2 separate regions of the Zea mays genome follow, and region 1 is linked to region 2. A link is a contact called in public Hi-C data. All regions are on one chromosome and are shown on one strand. Each heading gives the region's core, a stretch centred on a gene start, on an enhancer-like site or on the middle of the called end of the contact. The rest is flanking DNA. Distances are from core to core; before and after follow the strand shown. Region 1 holds the start of LOC100501277. Region 2 holds the start of LOC100279372 (putative SERRATE-related C2H2 zinc-finger family protein).

Region 1 (5,039 bases), core at 1,494-3,993, 440 kb after region 2:
TCAGATAAGGACTCTAAACTTAACAGTCAAGCAAGTAAAAAATAGAAAAATAGAAAAAAGTCATGCCCAACAAGGTGAGGGACCAGATTTTAGCTAACCATTCGCGTGCACGTAGCGCGCCCGCGCCCTTCGCCCCACCTAGGCCAGACGAGCGTGCGAGTGTGGTACTTCGTCCACTCTCGCCTCATCCATGACTTTGCGGGAGAGAAAGACCTCCATATATAAATTAGTCTCGCTCCACTTAAACTAGCAATGTGATACTATTAGCTCCACCATCCTATTGCCATACATGTAGAGAGGAGCAAGTTAGATCTGTTTGTTTTGGCTTTTAGATGTTAGAATTGGCTTCTTGTAACAAAAGTTTTGCCGCTTTCCAGCAGATCATGCACATGGTCGTGCAAAACAGTGTTTTGCGCTCTGGACTACATTGTTCAAAGAGTGAAATTTAAAATAAGAGATAAGATGTGAGATAGGAGGGGTAAGCTAACAGAGACAACATGTGAGAATTGTTTCTATGAAACCCACACAAATCAACGTGAATTCAAAATCCGCCGAGTTGTCGTGATAGGAATATGTCACTTTCTAAACCCAAAATTGTACATACAACTTTATCTTTCTTCGCACATAAATCTTATGATGTCCAAATTTCCGTGATAGCTAGATTATAAAAAAATTAGATTATCAGGAACTCTTAAAAAACTGTCCAAATAAGCTCTTTGTCGCCTCGCCAGCGGCGGCTGCGGGGCTACCGAGTGGGGCCGTGGAGGTAGTTCGGGCTTGGTCGATGCCGTTATGGGCATGCAGATGGACTTTCCGTGGCAGCAAGAGCAGGAATGGGGAGTGCAACCGGGCCCAGGATCGGATGGCCCACTACGAGGGAGGAAATCGTCGCCACGAAAGCCACAACGACTTTTTTTTTGAAAGTTAATATAAAACAAGTGAATACTTTGTTTTGTTGACAAATGCTAGCTCGTTCGAGTTAATAGGCTGGCCTAAATTTAAATTGAGTTGGTTTATTAACAAACCTAACTAAAATGCTACTTTAGCTTGTGACAAAATTAAAATTATTGAGCCGCCCTAGGACGGCACGGCACGGGGAGCTGTGGCCTGTGGCGGCTACGGGACTACGGAGTGGGGCTAGTTTGGGCCTGGTCGATGCCGTGATGAGCCTCCGGATGGGCTTTCCACGGCAGCTAGCTGTAGCAGCAGCAAGGAAGGGAAGTACAACCGGGCCCAAGACCAGACGGCCTGTCACGAGAGTAGTTAGTAATAAATCGCCGTCACAAAATCCACCACACCACGATTTCTATTCAATCTTTTTGTTTCTTTTTTGGTTGGTTTGCGTTGTAGGAAGATTCACCACTCCATCTTTGCCTTGTCCTTCCCGTGGACTGGAGCCTGGAGTGGAGTCGGAGATAGAGATGGCAATGGGTACCCGCTACCCGAAACCTGGTGAGTTTTTACTCTATTAGGGTATAAGTTTGGGTTAATTTCTGTACCCATAGATTTGTTAATGGGTTCAAATGAAAACCCAACTGGTACGTGGGCATGAGTTTGTTCTTCCACTACTCATACCCGCAAACCCATGGGTTTTTAAAACCCGCCTTAAAATCATCATTCCTTATAAATATGTCTCATAATATTATTAATTGAATATGTTCTAATTGAAATAAACTTAATGTAACAAATATTAAGCTAAAATTAGTTATCACTTGTTCCTTTTATCCTAGCTTATTAATGTATTGATTGTTATTTACATGATAAATTATTTTTTATGTTGATGTTAGTGGGTATGGGAAATCCGTTAGGTACCCAAAACCCGCATGGGTATGAGTTTGGGCAAAATTTTATATCCGTCATAGGTATGAATTTTTTAGCGGGCATATTTTTTCTTCACGGGTATGGATTTGTGCAAGTAATACCGAGCGGATTTTTACATGTTGCCATCTCTAGTCGGAGACGAGCACACGCAGCAGGTGATGGTGTGTAGTGCGCCCGTGACAGTAGCAGACGACCACTCTACCAGGCACCAGCAGCACGACGGTAGCTACTAACGAGGGGCGAGGGGCACTGTCAGAAGTCTCTCTCGGGCCTCGACCTCTTCTTTTCGTCCTCCCCTGGTCTCTGCGCGGGTCACACGTGAGTTGGACCAGTAGGGGGGGGGGGGGGGGGGGGGGCGCGGCGGTCACGCCTGACGCGCGCTAGGAGTAGTTCTAGCTGGATCGAGCTCTGCTCACGCACTCACACGTGTACCTCGGAGCAGCCATAGCTCGCAACGTGCCAAAGGCGAGAGCTCCCGATCACCACACCGCACAGCGGCACAGGTGAGAGGAAATGCGAAGCAAAGCGATGGGACGGGGAACTCCGGGAGCTGGTAGGGAGGGAGGGTTTGTGCGGGGCCCACCGGAATGGTGACGAGTGCGTTGCGGGTGGGGAAATGGGACAGTGACATCACCTCGTCGTCTCTTCCTCTGGGCGCCGGCTGGCCCGCCGGCCGCCGCACCTCCTGTTCTTGTTCGCTCCACCTCCGCCAAAAAAGAAAAAGAAAAAGGCCAAACGTGGGTCCTCCTCCCTCCCTTCGCTAAAACCTCATTCGTCATCTTGGGCGAATCCAAGCGCTAGGTCTCGCTTGCTTGCTCCCTCCCGGTCCCTGATCGAGTCGGAGACGGCTCTCTGCTTCCTCCGCCCGATGCTCGGTTCACTTCACTCCAACCAAGTCGAACCACGCCTCCGCTGTCCGCCCGTCCACGCTGCCTCTCTCTGCCTGCCCTCCTCTCCTTCCTCCACTCCTTGCCGAAACTGCCACGAGCACCTCCTGAGCCCAAGCTCGTTTACTTTCCAAGTTTGGTGCGGTGCTCGCAGCTCGCTGGTGCTGCTGACGCGGCCGCCGCCTTGATTAGCGACAAGCCACACCCGCTGTTCCTGGCTTCCTGCTCGGGCCGGCCGCTTTGATTATTCGTCTCTTTTTCTTTCTCGGCGATCGCCTTTTTCCCGAGATTGCATTTTTTTTATTTTGTCGGCGGTACGGCACTTTGGCTCCTTCCGCGAGGCCGCCGGCCGTGCAGATGCAGCAGCAGCAGCAGAAGCTGGTGGTGGCGTCGTGAACAAGAAATTCCTCCGGTTCCACGCGGTCCCCTCCCCTCGCTTTGGCCCCATTTATTTTCTTCCTTTTCCGCTGGTTTTCTGGTGGGGGGCGGGGGGTTTTGCGCTGGTTGTTCCGGTTGGGTTTAGGACGCCAACCAGCTGGTTTTCCCCACCCCGCTTGCGCTTCCATCCGTGAGCTCATCCGCCCAGCTGGAAAACAAGAATCCTCATGAGTTCTAGAAGGGAAGTCGCGATCTCTGGGTGAGGTGTCCGTTTCCTCCCGTTGCTGGATCCGCTGACTGACCGATCGGCAGAGCCGCCATGGCGTCGTCGTGCATCCCGGCCGGCGGCATCCGGCTGCCGGACCTGGAGATGGTCAAGGCCGCGCCGCCGGCGCACTCCGCGGCGTCCTCCACGCTCTCGGAGGCGTCCAGCGCGTCCGCAGTCTCCTCGTCGGCCACCTCGTCATCGGTGGCGTCGCTGTCGCTCAAGCGCCCGCGCACGCCGCGGAAGCGGTCCAGCCAGACGTACAACGAGGCGGCGGCACTGCTCGCGTCCATGTACCCCTCCGTCTTCCCCGTCGCCAGGGGCGGCGCCGCGCCGCGCCGCCTCCTCGGCCTCGCCTCCGCGCTCGCCGACGACTCGTCCTGCTCCGACCTCCTCCCGCCGTTCCCAGTCCCCGGCGGCCACGCCGCCTTCCTCCTCCGCGACCTGACGCCGCGGATCCCCGCCGCCGAAAGCTGCCCGTCGCCCGCTGCCGTCAGCAGCGTCTTCAGCGAGTTCCGCGACCCGGCGCCGTCTCCTGCGACCCCTGACGACGCTGCGGCGGCGCCTGACGAGCGCAGGGATCTTGGCTTCGACGATGACGACGGTTTCGACGCCGATTCTATTCTGTGCGGCGTCGACCAGAGCGCGGCCGAGGGCATCGATGGCATCATGGGTAAGCTCTCTATGGAAAACAACGGGGCGTCCGTATCAGGCTCAAGCGTTGACTCCAACATGCCCGGATCCAAGATGCACCCCTACCTCAGGAACCTTATGGTGCTCGGGCTCAGCTTCCGGCAGGATCAGAATATCATCATCAATCAAGCGCTGAAGCGGCATAGTGTCGATCCTGAATGGTGGATGTGCCCTGCCATACCTGTGAAAGACATTACCCCGGCACCACCGCCTTCAGTGGCAATGGCCAAGGTGACAGACAAGAAGAAGACTAAGAAGAAGTCACTGGGGACAATATACGAGGAGGGGAGTCCTGAGCCTGCCAATGGCGATGACGATGGAGCTTTGGCACTGCCAGAGACAGGATTGGGGCTTAGCTTGAATACTGACGGGGTGCTCAAGGCGTGGTGTGGCAGAGGCTCTGCGTTTGCTGATGGCAATGGGCCTGACTTGCCATTGTCCCCTGCTCATGTGGTAGTAAGTATTTCCAGCTTATCTAAAGATATAAAAGATCTTACATTTCCAGTTAAAAATTAAAGATGGCTAGAGCTCTTAGAACCCTGAGTTATACCTGCCATTAGTTCATATCGTCTGGTAAGTAGAATCTGTTTCACTTCAGTAAAAGTACAGATCGTCTGTTGTTTTATATCAGCAGTGATCAGAAAATCTTGGCATGCATTACTTTGTTTCAGTCCCTTCGCATTTCTTGTCAATGGCAGATTTCTCCCAGAAGAAAATCTGTGTCTGAAATTTGCTAATATGAAATAGTACAGTATGCCCACCAGTACTTGACTTTACTGGCTCAATGGGCCAGGCAGAAGGAAATTCCAAATGGTTGTTTTCTTCGAGTTGAATCATTATAACAAACTTAGCCCTCATTATGCTGTATCTGCAATTTTTGAATTCAATTGAAGTAAAAGGAAATATCTTAGTTTGGTCCTAATTGCTTTGGACAAAAAAAACTTCAAACCATTGTAATTCACAGGTCCTACATTGGAGGCCTGTGCCTTAAACTG
Region 2 (5,556 bases), core at 1,026-3,525:
ATGCCCTTTCTTCATATATAAATGCTATATTGTCTATATGAAGCCATTATATAGGCAAAACAGCCACTATATTGGCAAGTCGGCGACTAGTCGACTGACTTACCGACTAGTCACCAAGTCGGTACCTTGACAGCTTGACTCGACTTATCGAGTTGAAAACCTTGGCAGGGTCATCAATGAGTAGGAGCTTCATTGCAGTAATACAGAAACCAGGAACCAATATTGTTCAGAAGTATAAATTTCTTAAGTGTTATGAATTGTTAATTTAAGGAATTGCCAGTATAAATGTATGCATAATGTGATATGCTGGGAAAAAACTGTGAATGGTCTCATATTACATTGTGAAGAAAAGAGCGCTTGTGAGTTCCAAACGAAGCCTCTGCCAATTGATTGTTAACGGATAGAGAATGTTCTCATCAGATTCTCCATTTGACTGCATCCGAAACATATATGGATTCTGCTTTCGAGTATATAGCTGCATCTCAATATATACATATACTAGTGGTATACTGGAGGAAGCTATTTGTTGTAGCAGCACAAACTGTAAAGAGAGCAGAAGGCTTGCTGGTGGTGGGTAACAAGAGTAATTAGGTTGTGGTAGACAGAAACTTTGGCCTGATAAATCATCCACATCTTTTGCTTCCGAACATCAAATATGGGGAATTTTCTGAGAAGATTCTCTACCCGTTAACAATGCATAGAGCACTTGACAATATGAGCTTGATTTGAATTCTCCACAAGCAGTGATGAGTTCTGATGACTCTTATATACAGTGATAGCAACCAATACCCCGCAAGACAAAATTTTGAAGTGGCTCATAACGAAGATTCAAAAAAGCAAACAAAAAAAATCTGTCATTAGTTACATCATCAGTACCTTTGGGTGACCCCTGGACCATCATTGGCCGCTCCGTACCCCGAATCAGGCCAATCTGGGTACAGAAGTTGCATGTCAAGTGATTGTCATAAATCATAAACAAATAACAAGTCATTCGTCACAAGTTATTTGTCGCCAGACATAAAACTAAAGAACAGCCATTTTATATAGAAGCAGAGAACATATAGCTACTTAAGTTGAGAAGGTTCATGTGATCAACATTGTACTGTAAGGTCACAGCAAGAACAAACGAACTACTCCCTCTGGTCCGTTTTCTAATGCACGAATAGATGGATTGCACATACCAAAGAGGAAATTAATCCAGCCCTTTGATGCCATGCCAAGGTGCCCGTATTAATTGGATTTGGTTCCATACTATGCATGCGGTTCCAGTGATGCTTCACAAAAAGTAATATACAGCTAGCTGGCGCCTTCCTATCCGTCAAGGACTCAAGGCCACATGTAACGCTTGCTTCAAAACTGGTATGTGTGTTAAATCACCAGTGCTAGTTGCTTGGACTCCTGTGCACCGACATCTTGGAATAACCACATGTCTTTACCAGACTTCAGGAAAAACACAAGAATGCTGGAGAGACTAGGGAGTAACAACTAGTACACGAAGATCTCCATCTTTTTCAATTTTAAATTTATATTCACATTTGTTACTTTAGATCTTCTATTACCAAGATTATTAATATATTCCTACAACTGAACTTTGCATGAGAAGAGTCCTCACCTGGAGCACGGTTCAGATATCTGCCCTGGTTCCTGTCATCTTCATACCCACCTCTGCCGCCACCTCGCTCATGGTCATAACCTCGCCTGAACAACCACACGGTAAGCACACATACCACCTGCAAAAACTTTCCGTGCACAGAAACCCCGACGGACGATTGAGCCAAAGCCCCTCACCTCCTATCATCGTACCCGTAACGCGGCGGGCTCCCGCGGCCCCCGCGGCGGTCGTACCCGTCGTCCCTCCGCGACCGCTTGAATGGCGGCGACGGGGATCTCCTGGACGGCGAGTGGCGGCGGCTGCCCCGGTACGGCGGCGGGCTGGGGCTGCTCCCGCCCCGCCCTCCGCCGCTGCGGTGGTCCCGATACCTTTGGGGCCGGGACGAACCCAGCGGAGGCGGCGGCGGCGGCGGCGGAGAGCGACTCCGCTTCCGGCTCGCCGCCGGGGGGCCCCCGGGTGGAGGCGGGGGCAGCTGCGGCGAGCGGTCCTCCGGGCTATCCGGGGGAGGTGGCGGCGGACGGCGCGCGCGCGGCGCGTCGGAGGCCGGGTCAAGCACATCGGCCATTCGCGCGGTGGGGCTAGGGTTTGAGCGAGTAATTGGGGACGGAAGCCGGCGGGGACTGATACACGAGATAGTAGATGACGGAAGCATCATGAAATCTGGTGTTAGGAACGGCAGAGATTGACCGATGTATACGTGTACAGTTTAAGAACAATCACGATTTTAGGACAACTTCCCTAATACCGTTGGATGTATATATTAGACCACAGAATTATGAATTGGAATCAACTTTCCAAGATTATGGGGGTGTTTGGTTAGAGGGACTAAAGATTAGTCTCTAGTTTTTAGTCTCATTTAGTCCTTTTTTTTGCCAAACACTAGGACTAAAATATGGACTAAAATGATTTAGTCTTTAGTCCTTCACATAGGTGCTAAAGGAGACTAAAAGCCCACGTGAGTGTATTCCAAGAGCATTTAAGTCTTTGGACAATGTATTTAATGACTTTAGAACCTATTTAGTCCCTAAAACCAAACAAGTAGGGACTAAAGTTTAGTCCTAAGACTAAAGTTTAGTCCTAAGACTAAATGAAACCAAACATGGCCTATGTTGTTTGTTTGCACATGAAAATAAGATTTGGAATCAGATACTCAATTCTTGTCTTTTCAAATACAGAGCATCACCCCTATGTATTGAGTGGAATTGGACCACACAATTCTAAACTCCAATTCGGTGGCATCCAAACAATTGAATTGAAATTTGGTGACATCCAATTCGCTGCGTGGAATTGTGTTGTCATCTGTTGGGAGCCTTCGTCTTCCGAAGGTTCTCAAAAACATGATTTAACAATGTTTTCCAAGTGTGACATATGAACAGGTACCTTCGGACTCGGATTAAAATCATACGCTATGTGAAAAGCATGATTGAGACGAAGGATGATGCTGCTCCGAAGCTACATGTAAAGAAACTTCGACTAAATGGCGGAAAGATGAACCGACCTAAAGGGGAAAAGGTTATTCAGTCCTGTTGGTTTATCCATAAGTCAATAGTAAATATAAAAGGCATGATGTAAATTTACACAGGCTGCGTCATGTGCCTATAAATAGATGAACAGTACCCCTGTACTGTTCATGCTGACTGGTACTCGCTTGTGCGTCACGCTTGTACTTTTTACCTTATGTCAAGTCGAAGGTACATATGTAACTCAATATTGTCTTTATTTTTCCATGTTAATATAATGAGGATGAAGTGATAATGTTATATGATCGTTCATGTTGTCTCTTATATCTCATACACTTCTTCTCTTGTTAACATATACTACGATGATGAAGGTATGTCCTTCATGACCTTCGTCTGAAGATCATTATATCCTAAGGGAGATAATGCTTCGAAGGACGAAGGGCATTAACATTTAACATTCTATGTTGTCTTGTTCTTAATTCATAGTATTTGAGAACAAGTCCCCAACATTGGCGCCCACCTCTGGTGAACTCATTCGACCACCTTCGGCAAGCCCTGACCTTCGTCATGCCGCCGAAGAAAGCTTCAGCGTCAGGGGCTGCTGCGCTGCAGCCTCTGGACCCAAACCAGGAAACTCTTTCTCTCCGATAGGCTCGAAGCTAGAAGAGGAAGGCCACCAGTCCAACACTCCAGGAGGAGGAGTTGGACCAAGAGATCAGGGATATGGAAATCATTCATCAACAAGTGCAAAGGAAGAAGGAGAAGATGGCTCGGCTGGCCGATCTTCAAAGGAAGATTGACGAAGCTACTGAAGAAGTGTGTCATCTTGCTCAAGATGAACAAGATCGAAGGCCCCAACACAGGGAGCTTCGTCAGGAAGGCTTATTCAACGAAGATAGATGGTATGATGATTTTAATCATGATACCTTTACTTTTGATGATGCTTCTCCCTTGACAGCAGAACTGCAGGCTATTCTATGGCCACAATCTTACAAGCCATCTCAGCTACCAATGTACGATGGGCACTCAGACCCAAAACAATTTCTGATGAGCTATGAGGCAACAATATCCTCATACAGAGGTAATGCAGCTGTCATGGCTAAGTCCTTCGTCATGGCAGTCCGGAATGTGGCCCAGACATGGTATTATTCCCTTCAGCCAGGGACAATCACGTCGTGGCAGAAGCTCAAGGACATGCTGGTGACCAGTTTCCAAGGCTTTCAGACGAAGCCAGTCATAGCTCAGGCCTTGTTCCAGTGCACGCAAGATCATGAGGAATACCTCCAGGCGTATGTCCGAAGGTTCTTGCGACTAAGGGCACAAGCACCCACAGTGCCCAATGAAATTGTCATTAAGGCCATGATTAAGCGTCTTCGGCCAGGACCCACGGCTCAGTACTTCGCCAGGAAGCCCCCACAAACTCTGGAGAAGCTGCTTCAGAAGATTGATGAATACATTCGGGCCGACAACGACTTCCGCCAAAGAAGGGAGTGTTGGGGGCCTTCGGCTTCCGAAGGTCCTCAAAAACAAGATTTAACAGTGTTTCTGGAGTATAATGTGTGAACAGGTATCTTCGGACTCGAGTCGATATCATAGTAGGAGAAGCCCAAACAATACGAAGGTTGATATAGCGCCGAAGATGTGAGCAGGAAAGCTTCGGCGTGGTAGCAGAAAAGGAAACCGACTTAAAGATGAAAAGGCTATTCAGACCTCGGTGGATTACTATAGAATTACTACCAAATGTAAAGGGCATGGATGTAAAATTTTATATGGGCTGTGTTCCGTGCCTATAAATAGGTGAACAGTACCCCCGTACTGTTCACGCTGACTTGGCATTTGCTTTTGCGTCACACTTGTATTTTCGCCTTCTTTCAAGCCGAAGGTACATTTGTAATGTGATATTATTTCTACTTTTCTATAATAATAATAATACAGAAATGAGTTGATAATAATACATAATAGTTTATGCTATCTTTTGTGTCTCATATGATTCCTTCTTCATTATTATATGTTGAACTTATGAAGGTATGTCCTTCATAACCTTCGTCTAAGAATCATTATGTCCTAAGGGAAATAATGCTTCGAAGGACGAAGGGCTTTAACGTTTAACATTTCTCGTGTTGCCTTGTTCTTAATTCATAGCATTTGAGAACAAGTCCCCAACATCGGCGCCCACCTCCGGTGAACTCACTTCCACTCTTTGAGTTTTGAACACCTTCGGCGATCATAAACCTTCGCTATGGCTCCGAAGAAAGCTTCAGCAACTGGGGCTGCAGCTTTGCAACCGCTAGACCCCAACCAGGAGACTCTCTCCCTTCGGGAGGCCCGAAGCCAGAAGAGGAAGGCTCTCAGCCCGGCCCCGCCAGAGGATGAGCTAGACCAAGAAATCAGAGACATGGAGATGCTTCATCAACAGGTGCAGAGGAAGAAGGAAAAGATGGCCAGGCTAGCTGAACTGCAAAGGCAGATAGACGAAGCCTCTGA

What was found. A called contact is a pair of places that touch in the nucleus more often than the background predicts.
Region 1: a Hi-C map of bundle sheath shows a contact between it and region 2, with 2.7 times the contacts expected there. The contact joins the promoter of LOC100501277 here to the promoter of LOC100279372 in region 2. A contact is called at or near these places in 3 of 25 Hi-C or Micro-C datasets (bundle sheath, ear and tassel).

The regions. Positions count from the first base shown.
Region 1 is chr5:58,055,470-58,060,508 of Zm-B73-REFERENCE-NAM-5.0, forward strand. It overlaps LOC100501277, which reads left to right and starts at 2,744. Exons shown (of 3, transcript NM_001366923.2): 1 at 2,744-4,500. The coding sequence starts at 3,406.
Region 2 is chr5:57,615,778-57,621,333 of Zm-B73-REFERENCE-NAM-5.0, forward strand. LOC100279372 (putative SERRATE-related C2H2 zinc-finger family protein) reads right to left here and starts at 2,276. Exons shown (of 12, transcript NM_001152388.1): 1 at 1,789-2,276; 2 at 1,613-1,698; 3 at 877-931. The coding sequence starts at 2,267.